2 separate regions of the Zea mays genome follow, and region 2 is linked to region 1. Evidence: chromatin contacts called from public Hi-C data. All regions are on one chromosome and are shown on one strand. Each heading gives the region's core, a stretch centred on a gene start, on an enhancer-like site or on the middle of the called end of the contact. The rest is flanking DNA. Distances are from core to core; before and after follow the strand shown.

Region 1 (6,351 bases), core at 3,001-5,500:
ACCACAGGGATCTCCAGCACTAGCAGACCATCCTGGCAGCTTTGGTGATCCAAGTGCAACATAAAGTCCATTTATAGCAGAAACTGCATGTGAAAGAAAAGCAATGAGCCAATGATAAGCAATGTTGTGATGTGGACTCTAGTCGCCCAGGCACCGACTAGTTGATTAATTGTGACTAAGCATCGACTAGTCATGATTAGTTTGGGTCTAGTCAACGAGTCGCCCAGAACAGCTTAAATAAGGTACTTAGCATAGCATGTTAGGATTTAGCGATTGGCATTCAGGCAGCATAACAGGCAGCCAACCTTACATGCAAGTGCTAAACAAGAGTGTTTACTGCTGCACATTAGCGAAAAGGCCTCTAGCCGAGTTGTTTAGGTGATGTGAGTAGCACTCCTCAGGTCCTAAGTTCAACTCCGCGTGAGAGCGAATTTCAGGTTGAGATGAAAAAAATCTACTCGTTTGTCCCACATCAAAGCACAGGTCTAAGGCTCGCCCCCGGTTGCGATCGTTATCACATGGGCTACAGTGTCGCTGTGTATGAGTGGGGCAGGGGTTTAAGGATTTTCTCGGGCTGCATGATGAAGTCTTCTTCTTAATACAACTATGATCCCGGGGGAGGGAAGGGGCTGATGGTGGCGGCCACGCAAGTGAGGGGGAGGGGCGGCAGGGTCACGGGGGAAGGAGAGAGATGATCCAAATAATATTGTCCATTGGGTTTGAGTGAATAAGGGAGAGGAGGTTATGCAGCGATCTGAACCGTTGGTTTTGATGGTGTGTTAAGTCCGAATGCAATTTGTTTGGTGAATTTAGTGGATGTTATGGGTGTGGGGTGATTTGGTTGGGTGGATTTTGCAAAAATTAAACTGGTGGATTATATAGTGGTATAGATGTCCGAAGATTGTCCTACCACCCGCAGGTCGATTTTTTTACTGCTGCACATTAAAGTCCTCAAGGATGTCTCCAGCAGATCGTACATATAGTCATGCAAAACATTGTTTTGCACTATACAATGTATTGTTCACAGAGTGAAGTTTGAAATGGGAGATGGAATGAGAGGTATGATCGGTAAGTTGCAGGAGATAGCCTAATAACTTAATAATATCTTAAATATGAAAGATATGCTAGTAACTAATACTAAAACAAACTATGAAAGACAGCTTGTCAATTGTCATCATCAAAAGCCCAGTTTGCAGCACATGCTGCACATCAGTATTCAGCCATCCAAAGCAATATCCAATTGGAAAGTCCCTCCTCCTTTAATCCTGACTCCAGATTCATCCTCCATTTCTTCATCTTCTTGAGTTAGAAAGATGGGACCATGGCCCTGTTTGTTTGGGCTTTTTTCAGCTTCTGGCCACCAAAAGCTGTTGCGCACTGCCAAACGCCCCAGCTATTCAGCCCGCTTCTATAAGAATCGTTTTAGTAAAAATCGTCTAAAATCAACATGAACACAAAATCGGCCGAGTCGTCGCGATAGTAGGAATTCATCGCTTTCTAGATCCTGAACCATTTGAACCACTTCATCTTACTCCGCACGTAATCCCCTCCAGTGTTTACAAGTCGTCCGACTAGTCGGGCTGGTCGCCTGGAAGAGGGCGATTAGGAGGACGACGCGATTAGGGTTTCTAGTCGTCCTAGTCGTCCGACTAGTCGTCGACCTGGGCGATTAGTCGTCTGGTCGAACGCTTCCTGGTCGTTTTTTGTCGTTGCAATTTTGGTACTGGGCTTCACTCAGGTTTTTGGCCCATCTACAGTAGCCCGCCCCTCCAAAAACGCTCCCAGCCGCCAGAAACCCGCCAGTACCCCTCCCAGCCGCCAAAAACCCTACTCCTCTCCTCTGTCCTCTCTGGTTTCTGCCGACGTCTCTGCTCCAGCCTCCAAGTGCTCCAGCCGTCCAGCGGCGTCCAGTACTCCAGTGCTCCGGCATCTGTGCTGCTGCTGATGCATTTTGTTTGGATGCTGATCTGCTCTAGGTAGCAGCCAGTAGCAGCCAGCAGGTAATGCAGTACTTTTTACTGAATTACTGCAAGTAATTATGCCAATATTACTTTCAGTTTGAAATTTGGACTTTGGATGGATTCAGTTTTACACTTTTATTGAATTACTACTAGTTTGCTACTAATTATGCCTATATTATTGCAGAAATGCAGTGTTTATATAGTTAATATATAGTTATATACATATACATATGTCCTTAAATCTATAGGACGACTAACGGACGACCAGAGGTCGACCAGGACCGATTAGGTCGACTAATCGTCGCCCTAATCGCGATTAGTCGCCTGGTCGCGCCTCTCGCTCGACCAGCTGGTCGCCCGACTTGTAAACATTGATCCCCACGATACTCAGATTTTTCTCATAGCCAGATTCTTATAAAAGTTGGCCAGAAAAAGCTGAATCAAACAGGTCACATGTCCGCCACCAATAAGTGCATCCTCCTCGCTGTTTTCATCATCTTCATTGGTGTTTTCACTTCCAGCAACCATTGACCGCAGGCTCAATTCAGCTGGCAGCTAGGTCAAAACCAGAGGATATGCGATACAGCTAGTATATATAGGTGGTGGTATGGTCCTTGAATGCTACCCAACTGACCTGCTGAAGCCCAAGTTGCTTTCTACAGGCTGATTGTTCGACTAGAAAGCACCAACTGGTTGTGGCTAGTCAATGATTGGTCATCTGGTCAAGCAACCAGTGACTAGGAAAACTAATTGAATTGCTTCACCTAATCGATGTCCAAGGGCCGATTTGTCGATGAGTTGGTTAATCGAGCAATTTGAAAACATTGATGATGAGGCATAATAAACACAACAAATGCCTCAGTATGCAACCATACTTAATCAAGCAATCTACATGCATACCAAAGGGCTTTATTCGTTAAAGGTTCCAATTACTTCTAACAAAATTCAGAACTGTATATAACATGTATGGAGCACACTGTCATGAACTAATCCTCATTAGTCATTTACATTTTGTATTAACTCAACTCTCTGCTGCCAAGACCTCTGTCTGAAACAGGTACTGAGCGCATTGCCCGCGAAAGCAGTCATTTGGTCTTTTGCCATTCACCAGAAATCCGGCTCTCTGCCACTCTAAGCTCATCCTGTGTGTACACCATTTACCAACTCCTGAGAGTCTGATGAGACTATAAGCTCAAGTGCTCCACCAAGATCAAAGTTCCCAATGTACCACGGCAGCCTTCAAAAAATTGCACTACACATCTATTTGTCCTTGACTATTTTCAACAGCCACTGAATCTCTAGGAAGCAGTCGCGCTCCTCCCCCGTTGCTATCCACGGATGACGACAACAAATTCATAACACAGGAAGCCGATGCCACCAAATCCTTCCAGGACCATAAACATCGCTCTCAATCCCAAGGCCGAAAAGCACAAGCCGATTGCCGCGTATCATCCATCACTTTGGTTGCTTCCGCAGGCATGCGAGCACGAATTCAACGCCTCCATCAACCCCTCAGGTACGAAATCAGTACGCTGTGAACCCGCGCTACCAAAACGGCTGAATCAACCAGCTCAGCAAAATTCAATTCACATTTCTCAGCACCCACCCACCTAATCCGCAGTGCAACAGTACTACACCACCAAAATCAAATCATCTGATTTATAGTGTCAGTACGCATCCGAATTCCATCACCCTCAGCAACAGTAAACTCCAATCATCACTTCACCGCGCAAACAGCGAAACCCAACCAGACAAACATGCAAGCGACCACGAACCAGTCGGCAGCCCGTGCAGGCAGCTGGTGCGTGCAAACTGCCAACTTACAATCAAGCGGAGGAAGTGAGACAAGAAGCGAGCAGAGCAGGGTGGGTTACCGTCGCCGGCGTCGGTGACCGCGCGCGCCAGCCGCGGCAATGTGGCAGCGGCGATCAGCAGCAGGACGAGGACCGGCGCCGCCCCGAGGCGGACGCACCGGCCGCCCCCCGCCGCCCCCATCACTCGGTCGGGGGCCGGACGAACTCTCGCGCCAGCTAACAGCGCAGCGCCACCTCCGCGCAGCAGCACGGACGCATCAGCCGCCGCGGGCGGTGGCGATCGCGGATACCGAGGCGGCTTGCGTAGATCTAGAGAGAGAGAGAGGGTGGGGGAGAGGTGGATTCTCTGAGGTTTGCTTTCCCGGAGCACGATTCTCCCCTTACGCTCTGCCCCCGTCTGTTTTTGTTGGCTTCTAGAATCTAGCTGTAAGGAGTGGAGAGATAGAGAGAGACTGGGAGTGGCGGCGAAGTGAGAGAAAGGCAGCGGAGGAGGGATGGGGGAGCGTCAAGCGTGGGGGAGCAAGCAACGGGCGTGAAAAGATGGAGAGAGAAAGGGTGGGTACTGTGTGGGAGTGCTGACTGGTGAGGTGAGCGGTGGTGAGGAAAGCAGTGGAGGGAAAGCTTTTTTTACGACAAATGTACCCAACTAGTTAATCAAATTTTACTAAAAAGTTTACTTGAAGTCCTAAACAACTGGAGTAATAGTTTATTAGTTCATAGAACTCAGCTATTAATAGCTAACAACCAGTATGAACTCAACTATTAAGAGCTAACAACTACTCAAGTAGTTCACTAATTTTTAGCTAGATATTTTTAAGTCATAGATAACAAGTAGTTCTAATCTATTTAAAATAGGGTCTATTACACCAGTACAAAAGTACCTGCAGCCACTCCCTCAGTTATCTCCCGCAGTCATATTCTTTCCTTTGTGCACCAAAGAAAAGCGCCAACTGTAACGCCTTTCTTTCCCTTGCTCACTTTATCCAACGAACGAGTTTTTTTTATCTTGTCATCGTATCAACGGGATGGAAACGGGTCAGCTGAACTAAAAACCCGCTCACGATCATACTTGTGAGTTTATTTAGGGTGTGTTTGGTTGCATTGACAGAATGGATGGAACCAGATGATCCCTCAAATAAGGTTGTTTGGTTTAGGGTCAGTGGCTGGGACAGGACTATCCAAGTGTTGTCCACAGTTATCTCTCAAAATTAGAGGAATAAGAGAGGACGTCAGGGGACGTCTCTGTCCTGGCTGTCCCGCAACCAAACGCACCCTTAAACCCACCTATAATCATATCTACGAGTGCAATTCCAAACTCTCACCGAACCTGTCGGGTTTAGGTGGATTTCGAATCACTCACGGGTTTTAAATTAGTGTACACTTTTAAATAATAATTCAGCTATAAGCAATTAAATATTGCCGTGGTTTTAGAAATCGGAGAAACAATATAATTTATGTTCGGTGGAGGAGGCTAGCGTGGACTCACACCGAGTGATGAATTAAGTGACTAGAGAGGATTATACTGGTTTAGACTCGCACCCTACGTCCAGTGTAGTGTTGATCGTTGTATTGCTCTTGGAAGCGTGTTATAAAGAGAAGTGTGAGAACGAGAGAAAGGAAGAACTCTGGCTGAATGCCCCTCACACTCTCCTTAGTTTAAAAGAGTAGGGGGCAAAAAAACCGTAATCCGCTACCTAAACCTAAATTATCCGAACCCGATTTTTATTTAAGAATTTCAGATAACAACTTTAAAAACCCAAATTAATTTAGATAATTCGGCTACCATCCTCCGGTACCCGAAATACCCCGAACTCACTACCCATGAGTCGTTTGCTGTTTAGAAAGCGAGTTTTCCATTGTTTTCTAGATAGGGGAGAGAGGGAGTACGTACATTGGTAGCATTGCACATTTTTTTCTTCCTGATCCCGTTGAGTATATTTGATGTACAACTAAAATACTAAATTGCTGGGACTAAGAGGGTGGTTGTTTGAGATTATAATTTGTCTAAATTATATAATTCAATAAATTTTAAACTAAATGTTAGGGGGTGTTTGTTGGGATTATAATCTGTCTAGATTATATAATCTAACAAATTTTGAACTAAGTGTTAGTTTAAAATTTGTTAAATTATAAATCTGGATAGATTATAATCGCAAATAAACATATCTTTAGTTTAAAATTTGTTGAATTATACAATTTGAACAGATTATAATCGTAAACAAACACCCCCTACACTATACCACGGAACATTATTTGCAACTTATGGTCTGTCGGTAAAATCAGTTTTACCGACGAACTATAGGTTGGTAAAGACCTTTACCGACGGACCACGAACGTCGTTGCAAGCTGTGTCGGTAAAACTTTTACCGACCGACCGTTGTTTTACCGACTTATCTTCCGTCGCTAAAAGAGAAGTTTTACCGACGCTTCATCATTTGGTAATAATAGTATTACCGACTCTCTAAGAGTTGCAGCTGCCATGTAAGGTCCATGTTCATTGTTCAATACAGAGGAACTAGCTTCTCCATGTAAGGTCCATGTTCTATACCCTTTTAAAAATCCATCACAAATCAAGT
Region 2 (6,226 bases), core at 141-2,640, 140 kb after region 1:
ATTTGTAATATGTAAACCAATTAAAATGTTGTCGATAAATATGGATTCAAAAATTTCTATTAACAGACGTTGGTGAAAAATATAGAAGATTAGATAGAGAGAAACAGATTTAGAGGATGATGCTGGTGATGAGGAAGGTATAGAGGATAAAATCTTTTAGAATATACTGTAAAATATAAATAATATTTATTTAGGGGATAAAATTTATAGAAAGTTGCTGGAGACAGCTTTATCTAGGGAGTTCTTATCCGTCCGAATAAATATCTAGTCCCAATATCTGTATTCGTACTGTTTCTAACTATCCGATTCCGAATCCGATCGAGATAAGTATCTGCCTGTTTGTTACTCTAGTGTTATCCATATCACCCTACCGGATTGAAATTGCTAGTGACTCCGACTCAGGATTGCGTGTGCAAATTTGTTAGATTTTTAGGACATGTACAACTTCATCAAGTGGTTTTTAGGGGTTAAGAAAAAAATAAAGAGACGTTCCATGATTTTATATACTTATTTTATTTTAACTATATTTATTATGATCTAAGAACTCAAAATTATATTATACAGTTTTTAGTTATCTTTTATATTTAAAAAACCGTTTTAGTGCATGTTTGCTGGCGCTTGCTGGTGTCAAGCAGAGATGAGTGATGCGGATGCTGAATTGCTGATGCGTGCAATATGTTTTACGGTAAAAAACTTTTACCTCAAGGCTGAAAGCGAATATTCGGAAAAGTGAAGGGGAGGGGAGGGGATGGGATGGTGGGCCGAGAAAAGAAATAATTCCTGACGGATTCCATCATACGGACACGGCCACAGCCCACTTGGGCCCTCCATTCTCCACCTTCTCTGCTTTGCTCCGAGAAAACGGTAATGTCCTATTGCGCCGGTGGTCCAAAGTCCAAAGCATGTTTTATATACTGACTGTAAGTTTACATTTTTTTTTCTTTTTTTCCTTCTACGTTATCATTTAGTTCTTTGACATCCGGTTGTTATATATTTGCTCTGACGACGGACAAGACGCCACCCGACACTTCATCCGTCACACCTCTAGACTCTAGATTGTAGAGGACCGGAGCGGATCTATGTAGTAGTGAGGGCACAACCGCACAACCCCTGCTGACCTGCTCATTTATATGTTGTACATGGTAGAGTATAGATTTTCATCATAGAGTTTCCAGCCCATTTGAACTTAAATATCCTTGTTCTTATATTTTAGGGTTTGTTCTTATAAGAGCATCTTCAAGAGAGGTTCTAAAATAGGTCATATTTTAAAATATAGGAGTGAGATCAAAAAATAGCTTTCCAACAAAGTCACTATTTCATAAATTTTAATTAAATTAATATAGGAGTTTAACTCCTAGGTCTCAAATATGCTACCTTGACCGAGGGACCTATCTCTTCTCCAACCAACTTCCACCGCTTGCTCTGGCAGTGGTACCCACCCGACGCCCGCCTCCCTTCCTTCGTGCATCGGCGATCCGCGCTACCCACCGGAGGTCGCCTCCCTCCCCACTCTGCACGACGAACCCCCATATCGAGCCTACACCCGCATCATTCCCATCTCCCAGGTGCCATGGTCTCGTTCCGCACAGGGAGCTCTGCCCCCGGACCCGCCGGCCGCCTCCCTCACCACCCGCACGACGAGGCAGACCGACTGACGTGCCACCTGCACGATGAGCCCAGACTCATCGGCGCATTCCTCCCCACCCGCCGGTGCGTCCATTCCTAGCCGCCGGTGCACCACGCTCATCACCCGGTCGGCACGCCAATCAACTACGGCCAACTCCTCAGTGAATGTTCCAAAGTGCGCTGGCCTTGTTTTATGATTTCTCATATATCTCTCCATCTTCTGTGACTTGCCTGATTCCTGTGTTCCCAGCTGCTCAGTGAATGTCGCTATTTCTTTATGTGTTGCTAGCATCTATTATTTAGATTGCGAGACGAGCTTGAACTCTGCAATAGATTTATGACATGTTTTTTGTTTCAGCTCCATTGCAAGATTTTAATTGTTTTAGCTCCAGTACAAGCTCGCTTTGCTCCAGTACTTCAATAATCCGAGAATAGAACTGTAGGATTGCGTGAAGGAGTCTCTGCATATCAGCCGGACATGGAGGATTGCAGTCGGACGCCGGCGGAGTGATGTGACCGATGTCGTGCTGAGAAACAATACCTATGTAGCGGTGTGTTGGCACCCATCTGGGTCTCAATCAGTGTGAGGTGTATCTGTGGCTGTGCTCTCTGCGGAGGTGCGCATGGTCTGTAGCCTGGGGTCAGATAGTCTGTGACCTGGCAGCAGGAGCGAGGTTCTCCACATCGAGTTGGACAGTCCGCACGTGCGCAGAGGCGATGGCTTTCGCAACAGCACCTGGATCTAACTATCAGGAGGGATCCCGTCATGGAGGAGAGTTCCGAGGGTTTTTCTTGGGATTGACACCTCCAGACGACGCAGAGTCGAATCGAGGTGAAGACGGCTACATTATTGTCTACTCCTAAGGAAAAAGTAAAGGAACAGAAGATATAATGATTTGGTTCGATTGTTAGCGCTTCAATTGCCCGTACCCCTTCAATTATATAATGGGGAGGTATGGACCTATTACTAGGCGTTCTCCAACAACTCCCACAAGTTTAGAGGGATAAACACACGTGAAGATAGGAGTTAATCCGCTTGATCTGATCTAATCACAGACTATCTGCTTCTAAGGGCGGACTGTCCGCAGGCTAGACCATCTCGGCTTTAGGGCCGGACCGTCCAGTTGTGCTCAGTGCCACAAACAGCGGTCAACACATGCCCCTTGCCTTTTGGGGAAGCCAAGCGAACCAAAAGCACTAGTGTTGGCTACAAACAACTCGATGTGACAACATTGGTTTTTCTAAGCATCTTGCCACATACTAAGATGATATTGCTTCAGAAATGACCATTCAACGCCTTGGGCGGGTTCTCGCCTTGCAAAGTTTGCAACATGTAGGCATTACCTGCTATCACCTATGTGATTCTGAAAGAGCCTTCCCAGCTTGGTGACCATTTGTCGAATTTCTGGTCTCTACTTCTTAATGGCAAGATGGTCTTTCGTACTATATCTCCAACTTGAAATGATTTAGCCTTGACCTTATTGCTATAAGCTTTGCCAACCATGATCTTGTCTTTCTCGATCTCTCCTAGAGACACCCATCTTTTATCTATTACTTCGTCGATATTGTCCATCATCAAATTATAATAATCCTCGACAGTTAGATCGTTCTGCCTGGCTGAAAGTCGCCTAGAGGGAGGGTGAATAGGCAAATCTGAAATTTATAAACTTTAAGCACAACTACAAGTCGGGGTTAGCGTTAGAAATATAAGTGAGTCCGAAAGAGAGGGCGAAAACAAATCAACCAAAGAAATAGAGCGGATGACACGGTGATTTGATTTACCGAGGTTCGGTTCTTGCAAACCTACTCCCCGTTGAGGTGGTCACAAAGACCGAGTCTCTTCCAACCCTTTCCCTCTCTCAAACGGTCACCTAGACCGAGTGAGCTTTTCTCCTCAATCAAATGGGTCACTTAGACCCCACAAGGACCACCACAACTTGGTGTCTCTTGCTTTGATTACAAAGGTGTTGAGAACAAGAATGGGGAAGAAGAAAAGCGATCCAAGCGACAAGAACTCAAATGAACACAAAAATCTCTCTCTCACTAGCCACTAATTGTTTGGAGTGATTTTGGACTTGGGAGAGGATTTGATCTCTTGTTTGTGTCTTGGAGTGAAGTATAGAGCTCTTGTATTGAATGCAATGGCTGAAAACTTGGATGCATTGAAGTGGTGGTGGTTGGGGGTATTTATAGCCCCAACCACCAAACCAACCGTTGTGGTTGGGCTGCTGTCGATGAGCGAAGTGGAGAGCGATGCAGAGTGATGGCGAAGTGTAAATAATACTGGTAGAGTGGAGTGGAAGCCTTGTCTTCGCCGAAGACTCTATTTCCCTTTCAATCTATGACTTAGCATGAAATACACTTGAAAAACACATTAGTCATAGTAAATGAAAGAGATATGATCAAAGGTATATAAATGAGCTATGTGTGCAAAATATCAATCAAAATTCCAAGAATCAAGAATGTTTACCTCTTCCTAAGTTTGGTAAAGGTTTTCTCATATAATGGTTTGGTAAAGATATCGGCTAATTGTTCTTTGGTGCTAAGATAAGCAATCTCGATATCCCCCCTTTGTTGGTGATCCCTCAAAAAGTGATACCAAATGGTTATGTGCTTAGTGCGGTTGTGCTCAACGGGATTATCCGCCATGCGGATTGCACTCTCATTGTCACATAGGAGAGTGACTTTGCTAAATTTGTAACCACAGTCCCTAAGGGTTTGCCTCATCCAAAGTAATTGCGCGCAACAATGGCCTGCGACAATGTACTCGGCTTCGGCGGTAGAAAGAGCTACTAAATTTTGTTTCTTTGAAGCCCAAGACACCAGGGATCTTCCCAAGAACTGACAAGTCCCTGATGTGCTCTTTCTATCAATTTTACACCCTATCCAATCAGCATCTGAATAACCTATTAAATCAAATGTGGATCCCTTGGGGTACCAAAGACCAAACTTAGGTGTATGAACTAAATATCTCAAGATTCTTTTCACGACCCTAAAGTGAACTTCCTTAGGATCGGCTTGGAATCTTGCACACATGCATACGGAAAGCATAATATCCGGTCGAGATGCACATAAATAGAGTAAAGATCCTATCATCGACCGGTATACCTTTTGATCTACGGATTTACCTCCCGTGTCGAGGTCGAGATGCCCATTGGTTTCCATGGGTGTCTTGATGGGCTTGGCATCCTTCATTCCAAACTTGGTGAGTATGTCTTGAATGTACTTTGTTTGGCTGATGAAGGTGCCCTCTTGGAGTTGCTTCACTTGAAATCCTAGGAAATACTTCAACTCCCCCATCATAGACATCTCGAATTTTTGAATCATAATCCTACTAAACTCTTCACAAGTAGATTTGTTAGTAGACCCAAATATGATATCATCAACATAAATTTGGCATACAAACAAATCATTTGCAATGGTTTTAGTAAAGAGTGTAGGATCGGATTTGCCGACTTTGAAGCCATTAGTGATAAGGAAATCTCTTAGGCATTCATACCATGCTCTTGGGGCTTGTTTGAGCCCATAAAGCGCCTTAGAGAGTTTATACACATGGTTAGGATACTCACTATCTTCAAAGCCGGAAGGTTGCTCAACATAGACCTCTTCCTTGATTGGTCCATTGAGGAAGGCACTTTTCACGTCCATTTGATAAAGCTTAAAGCCATGGTAAGTAGCATAGGCAAGTAATATGCGAATTGACTCAAGCCTAGCTACGGGTGCATAGGTTTCACCGAAATCCAAACGTTCGACTTGTGAATATCCCTTGGCTACAAGTCGAGCGTTGTTCCTTGTCACCACACCATGCTCATCTTGCTTGTTGCGGAAGACACACTTGGTTCCTACAACATTTTGATTAGGACGTGGAACTAGATGCCATACCTCATTACTCGTGAAGTTGTTGGGCTCCTTTTGCATTGCCAACACCCAATCCAAATCTCTTCATGCGTCTTCCACCCTGTATGGCTCAATAGAAGACACAAAAGAGTAATGTTCACAAAAATGAGCGACACGAGATCGAGTGGTTACCCCCTTATGAATGTCACCGAGAATGGAGTTCACGGGGTGATCTCTTTGAATCGCTTGATGGACTCTTGGGTGTGGCGGTCTTGGACCCTGATCATCTTCCTTGTCTTGATCAACTTCATCTCCCCCTTGATCGTTGTCCTCTCCTTTAGGTGGCTCATCTTCTTGATCATCTTCTTCATTGTCTTAAGCCTGATTCTCATCTTGGGTTGGTGGAGATGCTTGATTTGAAGATGATGGTTGATCTTGTGCTTGTGGAGGCTCCTCGGATTCCTTAGGACACACATCCCAATGGACATGTTCCTTAGTGCAACGCACAGAGCCTCTTCATCATCTAGCTCATCAAGATCAACTTGCTCTTCTTGAGAGCCATTAGTCTCATCAAACACAATGTCACAAGAAACTTCAACTAGTCCAGTGGACTTGTTAAAGACTCAATATGCCCTTGTGTTTGAGTCATAACCAAGTAAAAAGCCTTCTACATCCTTAGGAGCAAATTTAGATGTTCTACCTCTTTTAACAAGAATAAAACATTTGCTACCAAAGACTCTAAAATATGAAACATTGGGATTTT

Evidence for each region. A called contact is a pair of places that touch in the nucleus more often than the background predicts.
Region 2: a Hi-C map of tassel shows a contact between it and region 1, with 5 times the contacts expected there. The contact joins the promoter of LOC100278031 here to the promoter of LOC100383536 in region 1. A contact is called at or near these places in 13 of 25 Hi-C or Micro-C datasets (bundle sheath, ear, endosperm and 4 more) and 1 of 3 datasets of contacts at active chromatin or transcription factors (leaf).

The regions. Positions count from the first base shown.
Region 1 is chr5:89,829,464-89,835,814 of Zm-B73-REFERENCE-NAM-5.0, forward strand. It overlaps LOC100383536 (putative STRUBBELIG family receptor protein kinase), which reads right to left and starts at 4,251. Exons shown (of 17, transcript NM_001176184.2): 1 at 3,836-4,251; 2 at 1-83. The coding sequence starts at 3,956.
Region 2 is chr5:89,970,194-89,976,419 of Zm-B73-REFERENCE-NAM-5.0, forward strand. It overlaps LOC100278031, which reads left to right and starts at 1,391. Exons shown (of 1, transcript NM_001364313.1): 1 at 1,391-1,983. The coding sequence starts at 1,571. The coding sequence ends at 1,726.